Linked DNA regions of Gossypium hirsutum: regions 1 and 3 are each linked to region 2. Evidence: chromatin contacts called from public Hi-C data. All regions are on one chromosome and are shown on one strand. Each heading gives the region's core, a stretch centred on a gene start, on an enhancer-like site or on the middle of the called end of the contact. The rest is flanking DNA. Distances are from core to core; before and after follow the strand shown. Region 1 holds the start of LOC107952222. Region 2 holds the start of LOC107951142 (cytochrome P450 78A9). Region 3 has its middle 5.1 kb from the start of LOC107951143.

Region 1 (2,709 bases), core at 78-2,577, 240 kb before region 2:
ACTCACAGAAAGAGGCATAACAAGTAATCCGGTAACAACTTACAAGCATTCCAGTTCATTGTCCTTTGCAGAGGTAGACAAAGACTGATGAACATGATTTTACTGTCAAAACATGATTAAACCATAACAATCATCACCCAGATAAGTTCCCGAGAAAGGCAAGGCAGTCGCTCCTGGGAAAGGGACTCGGAAACAATCCTAACCTCTTATCTCATTTCATGAAGATAAAAGGAGACTACCAAGTCCCAACGTAGACCCTTGCACTTACATATTTCAGCTCAATGCTATTATTATCGCACCCAAAATCATTTCTAACAAAGTCTAAGTTTATGTAGATGAAACGTTGAAGTCAATGGACTTTGCACTGCCTCCATTAGACCCAAGGTTTGACATCATTGCAGCTCTCAAACTAAAGCAAGATAAGCATTTTAAAGATAGAATAATTTGGATATTCATTCCAATGTGGTACTCCGTAAAAGTGATACCTGAGGTAAGGAACCAAGTATACAACAGAATACACGGCGTAGCGCCGCTTTCCAGAATCAAGCCAAGCAAAAACCCAGCTCTATCAAATCATAGACCAAAAAGAAAAGTTAGCAATTTAAAACGAAACCCCACTTCCCTCTTCAAAAAAAAAAAAAAGTGAGAATTTCAATGTCTAACCAGCCAATTGAAGTAAGGGATAAAACTAATAATTCCCATAGCCGCAAACCTCGTATCCCCTGCATCAATAATCGAACTACCACCATCTACTTCCCCTGTATCGGCGGCAGGAAGAAGTAGTGAACTCAGCATACAGGCGCCGATTGCAGCCGCAAGGGGAGCATCCGGTGAAAACTCCGCTCTGCATATTCCTCTATTAATCTTCTTCTTCTGTAAAAATCCATAATCAACAACCAAAAAAAAAAAAGAAAAAGAAAATAACTAGAGAATATAAAAAAAAGAAAAAAAATTCACCTTTTTGTGGATTTTAGGAAAGCAATGAAAAGCAGGTTTAAATTTGGGTATTGAAGAGGGTATGAGTGAAGGGTTTAAAGAAAATAAAGAAGCGGAATAGGGTTGAGAAAGGTAAAGGCAGATCATGGTTGGGTGGTTGCAGCCGCAAACATTAGCAGATGAGTGAGGAGTATGGCGCCCGCCTTTCCTCTTTGTTGGTTCCGAGAGTTGAAAGAAAGAGTGGGAAGTTGAAAAGGCTGGGGATTTTGGGAAGGGTGACAAGTGAGAAAGATGGAGGTTGACAACGATTTCAGATCCTGGCCTGGAGTTGGATGTTTCTGCCGATTGCTTTCCTGCTGATTTTTTAAATTTTTGTTCATTTTAAAAATGTTAACTTTGTTTTTTTATTATTAAATAATATAAAAAATGTAATTTTAATTTTTAATGAATTGTATAATTAAGTTAATTGAGTGAATTAATGAATTTAACTTTAAAAAATAATTTTTTCTTTTTGGATTAAGTAATATAAAAAAAGTGTGAACTTTAATTTGTTGGTAAAAAATAAAAATAAAAAAGTTAACTTTATATGTTGGTAAAAAAGTTTATCAATTTAAAATAGTAATTATATTTTTTTTGATAAATAATTGTTTTTAGATAAATTTATGTTTCTTTTGAAATTTTACTATTTAAAATTTAATTATTATATTAAAAATAAACAAATAAAAATATGTCATATAGATATAAATAGGTATATTAGAGTCATAAAAAGTTAAATAAATAGTTTTAAAAACATAAAATTTGAAGTATATTAGTGCAGATAAAGGCTATTTTTAGCCATATTTCACGACGGCGAGGCAGTATAAGGTGTTGGCAACATTAGTCAAGCGGTCATTGTTGTCACACCAACGTGCGGTGGTCGACAGGGTTTCATGTTGGTTCTTGTTTCACAAAAGTCCATTCTTTTTTTAGACTCTTATTCGAAATTAGGGAGTAAGGGGTCGAAAGAGCCTACACTATTGCGAGCTTAACTGGGAGCACGATTGGGCCAAAGCTGAGTGTAGATTTAGGGTTTGTCCAAACAGGTGCAATAAGTGTTTTTGGCAAATTAGAAGTTTTGTTGTCAAATTCTTCTCCATTCGTACAAATTAACGTATCTGCTTTCTTGTGAATTCTGAGTTTGAGTTTCTCTTTAGTTTATCTTGCATTTACAATTATCGAGATTAATGCTCTTTTGAAGAAGATGAAATTCACTGAAGAAAAAGGGCAGGGGTTGTCGATAACAGACAAAGAGGATTTGATACATACTGGCCTAGAGGCTTGGGTGGTAGGTACTTTGGTTTCTGAAAGTTGCTTCAATAAGGAAGCCTTCTTTCGAGTCTTTCAGAATGTATGGTATACTACAACAAAGGTACAATTTTCTTCTTTGCCTTCCACATTAGTATTGATCAAGTTTGGTTCTATTGAAGATAGGAGGAAAATCTTTGAGCCAGGTCGGTAGAGCTTCAATAAATCTCTATTTTGCGATTGGCGGAGTGTATTGATGGTTGCCCTCATGCCAACTATGATTTGTCTAAGGTATTTTTTTGGGTGCGGTTCTAAATGTTCCTCTTACTTGGATGAATCGAGCCTAGCCCTTCAACTTGGGGGTCTATAGTTGAGGTTCTGGCTATTGACTAGAAGGATAGAAAAAGAGGGTTGGGGAGGATATATCCATGTCCGAGTTAGGATGGACATTACTAAGCTATTGTGTAGAGTTTTTAAATTCTAGAGTTT
Region 2 (2,700 bases), core at 54-2,553:
TAATAATAAATTTACTTTAATGAAAAATAAATGATTAGTTTTTAAAAAAAAATTATAAAAGTCAACAGTGAGTATAATTATGTGAAGTTTTAATTTAAAAGTTGGAAGATATAAGGATTAAATTTATTTGGATGGGGATGACTAAAAAGTTGTTTTTAGATGGTGCTATAAGTTAAAAAATAAATTTAGTTAATTAATTTCCAAGAGGCAATAACTCCAAAGCCTTGTTGCTTACCCAAAGAACGGCAATCATATCGTTGTCGGAGAGCCTATCCGTTCCACTTAGAGAAAGTAAAACGTCCACGAAATCATGGTTTCTTTCCCCGCTTTTGAGCTTATGTTCTTCAATGATTCCTTTCACGAACTTGTTCACTTTGGGAACAAGTCTCGAGCATCGATGCCGGATTTTTTGAAGGTCCAAACCACCAAGCCATGGGAGATGATCAGACCAATTGAGCTTCCCTAGTAACTCGTAACCTTCTTCAACGAGCCGGCTCAGTTCTTCGGTTTCACAATTTGACGAACTCAGTTGATAATTACACCCAAACACCGAGCGCATCATGTTGTTAAGGGACGCTTTCTTTAGTATATCACGTACAGTGAACTCCCCACCGCGACTTGCTATCATAGACACCATTTGGGAGGCAATATCAAGCCTCTGTGAGGCGGTGGAGATAATTTGTTTAGGCGAAAAAAGATGCGTCGCTGCAATTCTTCTTAGGGTTCGCCAGTAAACACCGTAAGGAGCGAAGCCGATGGCTCTGTTGAACATTAGACTGTATGCTGATTGTTTCATTGGACGGTCAGCAAAAACAGAACTGTTGAGTATCTCTTTGGCCACATCAGGGTTGCATGTAATGATAACCCGTGTATCACCCAAGCTAAAGGCCATGAGTCGCTTGGCACTAAAACATATGGCTGCAGAACAAAGCTTGCGGTAAGCCAGGTTTACCATGAGGTCCATGCTTCCGAGAACCGGGAACCCTCGTGGCCCTGGAATAATGGTTTTTGTGGTTCTTTTTTGGCGCAGCCTATAGTACTTACCCCAAGCAGGGCCTCCAGGGTAGAACCAGAACCAGAGGGCCATGGCCAACCAAGCCATGCAAAGGGAAAGAAGAAGCAAAATGGTGTTTGAGGAAGAGAAAGTTTTGCATTTGGAGGCAAGAAACAAAACCCAGAAACAATCAGTTTTGGTTTCCATGAAGGAGGAAACTGGGGCGGGGGAGGTAATGTTTGTTTGTATAGAATATGAAGAATCAAGGTTTCCGTTTTTGGTGTTAAACTAAGAAATGGGAGGTCTGTTTATATAGAGGTTTTTGCGGAGTAATAAAATAACTCAGCTAATGTGTTAGGTTCATTACTAGAAATATTGTAATAATATTGAATTTTGAATTTTTAGGTAGAGAAGTTTTAAAATTTTGTGATAATATTGTAATAATATTGTTGAGAGAAGTATTTATTAAAGGTATTCATGAGTCATGTTAGGATGGATTTAAGCTTGATTTTATTATATTTTATATTTATTTAAATTCCACTCGACTTAAAAAATTTAAAATTTTGTCTCATTCTTTCTATATTTATAAATAGTTAAGTTTATTTTAGTACATGTTATTTTTATTTTTTTTACAAATATTTGTGTACTTTTTAATTTAATATATCATCTTTTACTAAAGTTTTATATATAGACGTCTTATCACTTTTTAATCTTTATATTATTATAGTATATATTATCATAAATTTAAATTAAATTAAAATAATTTGTGTTGGACTCAAATCTTGAATGTTTAAATTTGAACTAAGTCTAACTTTTTATTTAAATTTATTTTTTGAACCTAATAATTTTAACTAAATCCCCAAAAATTTAACTAACTCTTGAGTTTTAACAAATAACCTCAATCCACAATCATGTCTAGCAGCCACTATCCAAAAAATTAAAATTTTATAATTAAGAAAAAAAAGTTATTAACTTCACAAAGAAAGAGCCGTAAAGATGTGGATATTTTCTGAACCAAGATTTCATAAATATAAAAAGTAAATTTAAGAAAGCTGTTCCTTTGTTTAAAAATCTAATCATAATCTAACGTGATTATGAGAAAATAAATATAACTCTATAATGGACATGAATAAAAACAAAGGGAAAAGTTAAGGATTGAAACATCAATGTCCGCCGCCACTAGCATAAATAACGGAAAACAGAGATTCGAGGAACCCATGCCCCACTCGCAATTCAGCTGGCGTTTAGAACAACCTAGGCCAAGCTGAGTCCATATCATAGACACCTAGCAAAGTTGCCATCCTTTCCGATCAATAGTATATTCCAGCCCCTTAAAAATAAATGAATTAATATTTTCATATTAAATTAAAAAATAAATTAATTTTTTTATTTAAAATTTTTATCTATTTTTATTATTTAAAATTAACCTTCTTAATAAAATAACTAGACAATTACATGAGATATGTCATGTTTACCTCATGTTAATATACAGTGATCAATTTTTAATAATAAAAATAAATAAAACTTAAAAAATCTCATTTACTCTTTGACTTAATATATAAAAATTAATTTACCTATTTTTTAAGTAAAAAAATAAAATATAAATAGACTCTTATTATAAGTAACTCAAATATACTTTTACCTAATAAAAAGTTTAAAGGGTTTTTCAATTTGCAAATGAACAGGGAAGTTAATGGACATGTACA
Region 3 (2,718 bases), core at 49-2,548, 160 kb after region 2:
TTAAAAATAATTTAAAAATCATAATTAAAAAAATTATAAAACAAATTAAAATATACATTTAAAATATTATAAAACTAATAATAAATATGAAAGGTCATATCTTTAAAAAATTTAAATGTTTTATATTATTAAAAAATAATATTTAAAATTTAGAAAAATAATTTCAAATATATATATTTAAAATTTTAAAACTATATATTATAAAATATTTCAAATATGCATTTCAAATTTTTTAAAATTAATAATAAAAAAATAAAGACAAAACTTAAAAAAAGTAAAAGAAAATGACAAAAGTAAAAAAAGTAATAAAAAAACAATGTAAAAAAAATAACAAGGTGGCTGTCAGGCTGGTGGCGCAATTCTAAATGGCTCTATCAAAAAAATTAATTTTTTTACATGGAAGTTGACGTGGCATTTTAGTGGAGCCAAATGATTTGACTCCACTAATTTTTACTGTAAATTTTAAGTTATTTTCATATTTAATTAAAAAAATAAGTCATTTTAATAATTAATTAAATTTTTAAGTTATTTTAATAAAAAAAAACCTTAGATTCTATTCCATAATCTAGCTACAAATCTAGTACATGCATCATTGTCAGCTTATGTAACTCCCCTGGCATATGCTCTACATATCTTTTTGCATTTCCAAAGCAAAACCAAAGAATCTAATTTCAAGCCATGCAATGTGGTGCAACCTTGATCAAATTGCTGTTCTTTTCTTTTCTTTTTTGCATAATAATTTTTTTCCTTCCAATTAAAAAAAATATATTATTTTAGTCTTTTATTTAATTTTTTATCTTTTTTAGACATTGAATTTACTTTTATTCCAAATCACTCTAAAATAGATAGAAAAGTCAGCGTTTTTAACTTTACTGACATGGCATACACATAGATTTCCATGTGGAGGACATGTCAGCATTTAATTAATTTTTTAAAATTTTAAAAATTCAAAAAATATATAAGAATTATTTTTAAAAAGATTAAAAATTATTAAAATTATTTAAAAAAGTATAAAAAATATATATATTTTTTAAATTTTAAAAAATTAATTAAATGCTTACATGTCATTCAAGTGGCAGGCCACATGTATGTCATGTTAATAAAGGTTAACTTTTCCATCAATTTTGAGATGATTTGAAAAAAAATACAAATTTAAGAATTAAAAAATAAAAAATTAAAAATTAAACGAAAGGCTGAAAACAAAGCCAAATAATTGATTATGTTGGTGTAATGTAATGGAATCCCATTCTTCTGTGTGCAATATGTATAGGCTTTGGAGTATTGTGTTTGTATGCTAACATATATGTTTTCAAGAAGTTTGGTTCAGCCCAATTTTAAACTTGGATTAGCCCATTAAATAAAATACAATTCACTCCTTAGATCCAATTAGATTGAAGCCCAATTCCATCCTTATCTATTTATGAGTTAATTTCACTATACATCCTAAAATTATAACATTTATTTTAAATTGGTCCTCAAACTTTAAAGCATTCTAAATATATCTTCAAATTATTGAGGTTATATGAATAAGAGCATTCAATTATTAAAATCATTAATTTAACCATCAATTGAGATCTCAAGTCCTATGTGGTATAGTTTAAAATAAAAAATTTAAAGGAAAAAAAATGACTATTGTAAAAATGGATGTTGTAAATATCTCAGTTTTAAGGTTTTCGAAACTTTTACAAAATTTTAACTATTCACTCTCTGGCATTTTTTTTTTTAGTTTTACTTTATTTTTAGTTTTAACTTTTAAATATTATATGGTAACATTTTACTTTTCTTTAAAAAATTTATTTTAAATTATGTAACATAAGATTTGATATGTCATTTAATGGTTTTGATAATAGAAGAACCTGATTAATATAACATCGATAGTTTGGGAATGTAATAGAATGTTTTAAAGTTTAGGGACTAATTTAGAATAAATGTCACAATTTTAAGATGTTTAGTGCAATTAACTCTATTTATTTATTATTTCTATATTATTTTTCCAAAAAATCTTATAATTTTTTTCTAAAAGCTTCACCCAATTAGATTCAAGCCCAATTTTTTTTCTTTATTGTTCCTTAAACTTATATTTGTTTTGCCCAAAAACACGTATTATATTTTAATTTTTTACACTTCAAGAGAAAAAGATAGCTTTAGTTTCAAATTTCAAACCTTTTCCAATTAATTTAAAAACCCCTTTCGCAATTCAAAACAAACACCAATTTCTGCAAATATTTCAAGGGGAGAAGCCAGGAGTAACAACGGGATTTAAGATTAGAAATATTTATGGGTTGAATTAGGTTAAGTTGCGACTTGATTTAGAAAATTTTTAAATTTTGAATCTAGTTCAATCTAACATGCTCAAATAACTCATTTCACTATTTAAAAAATAAAATATTTAAAATCTATAATTTTATATTAATATTATATATTTTTATAATTAAATTTAAATAAAAATCTTTTAAAAATTACTTATCGAAGACAAAAAATTTTGCCCAAACTTATGACGGCAGACCACCCAATCCATTAACAAGTCTACTCAAGATAAAAAAAAAATTTCAAATTTGCAAAGAGTATATGAACGTATAACGAATTTTAACCTAATTAAAAATGTTAGTTTTGTTTTCAATAAGGGATTATTACATTGATATTCCCAAACTATAATCCAGATGTAAATATAGTCTTCAAGCTTTAAACTATTCTAATTAAGTCTTCAAAGTATCATTA

The links. A called contact is a pair of places that touch in the nucleus more often than the background predicts.
Region 1: a Hi-C map of leaf shows a contact between it and region 2, with 3 times the contacts expected there. The contact joins the promoter of LOC107952222 here to the promoter of LOC107951142 in region 2. A contact is called at or near these places in 3 of 34 Hi-C or Micro-C datasets (callus and leaf).
Region 3: a Hi-C map of leaf shows a contact between it and region 2, with 2.2 times the contacts expected there. The contact joins the enhancer-like site here to the promoter of LOC107951142 in region 2. A contact is called at or near these places in 6 of 34 Hi-C or Micro-C datasets (callus and leaf).

What each region holds. Positions count from the first base shown.
Region 1 is chrA02:44,255,313-44,258,021 of Gossypium_hirsutum_v2.1, forward strand. LOC107952222 reads right to left here and starts at 1,328. Exons shown (of 6, transcript XM_016887494.2): 1 at 958-1,328; 2 at 664-873; 3 at 486-565. The coding sequence starts at 1,083.
Region 2 is chrA02:44,495,623-44,498,322 of Gossypium_hirsutum_v2.1, forward strand. LOC107951142 (cytochrome P450 78A9) reads right to left here and starts at 1,304. Exons shown (of 2, transcript XM_016886076.2): 1 at 236-1,304. The coding sequence starts at 1,201.
Region 3 is chrA02:44,655,018-44,657,735 of Gossypium_hirsutum_v2.1, forward strand. No RefSeq gene overlaps it. Among protein-coding and RNA genes, the nearest start is that of LOC107951143, 5.1 kb to the left of the region's middle. Within about 2 kb of position 1,299, at least 3 of the 9 cell types and tissues checked have an H3K27ac peak or open chromatin away from gene starts, as enhancers often do. A contact at or near this core is called in leaf, where this site is marked.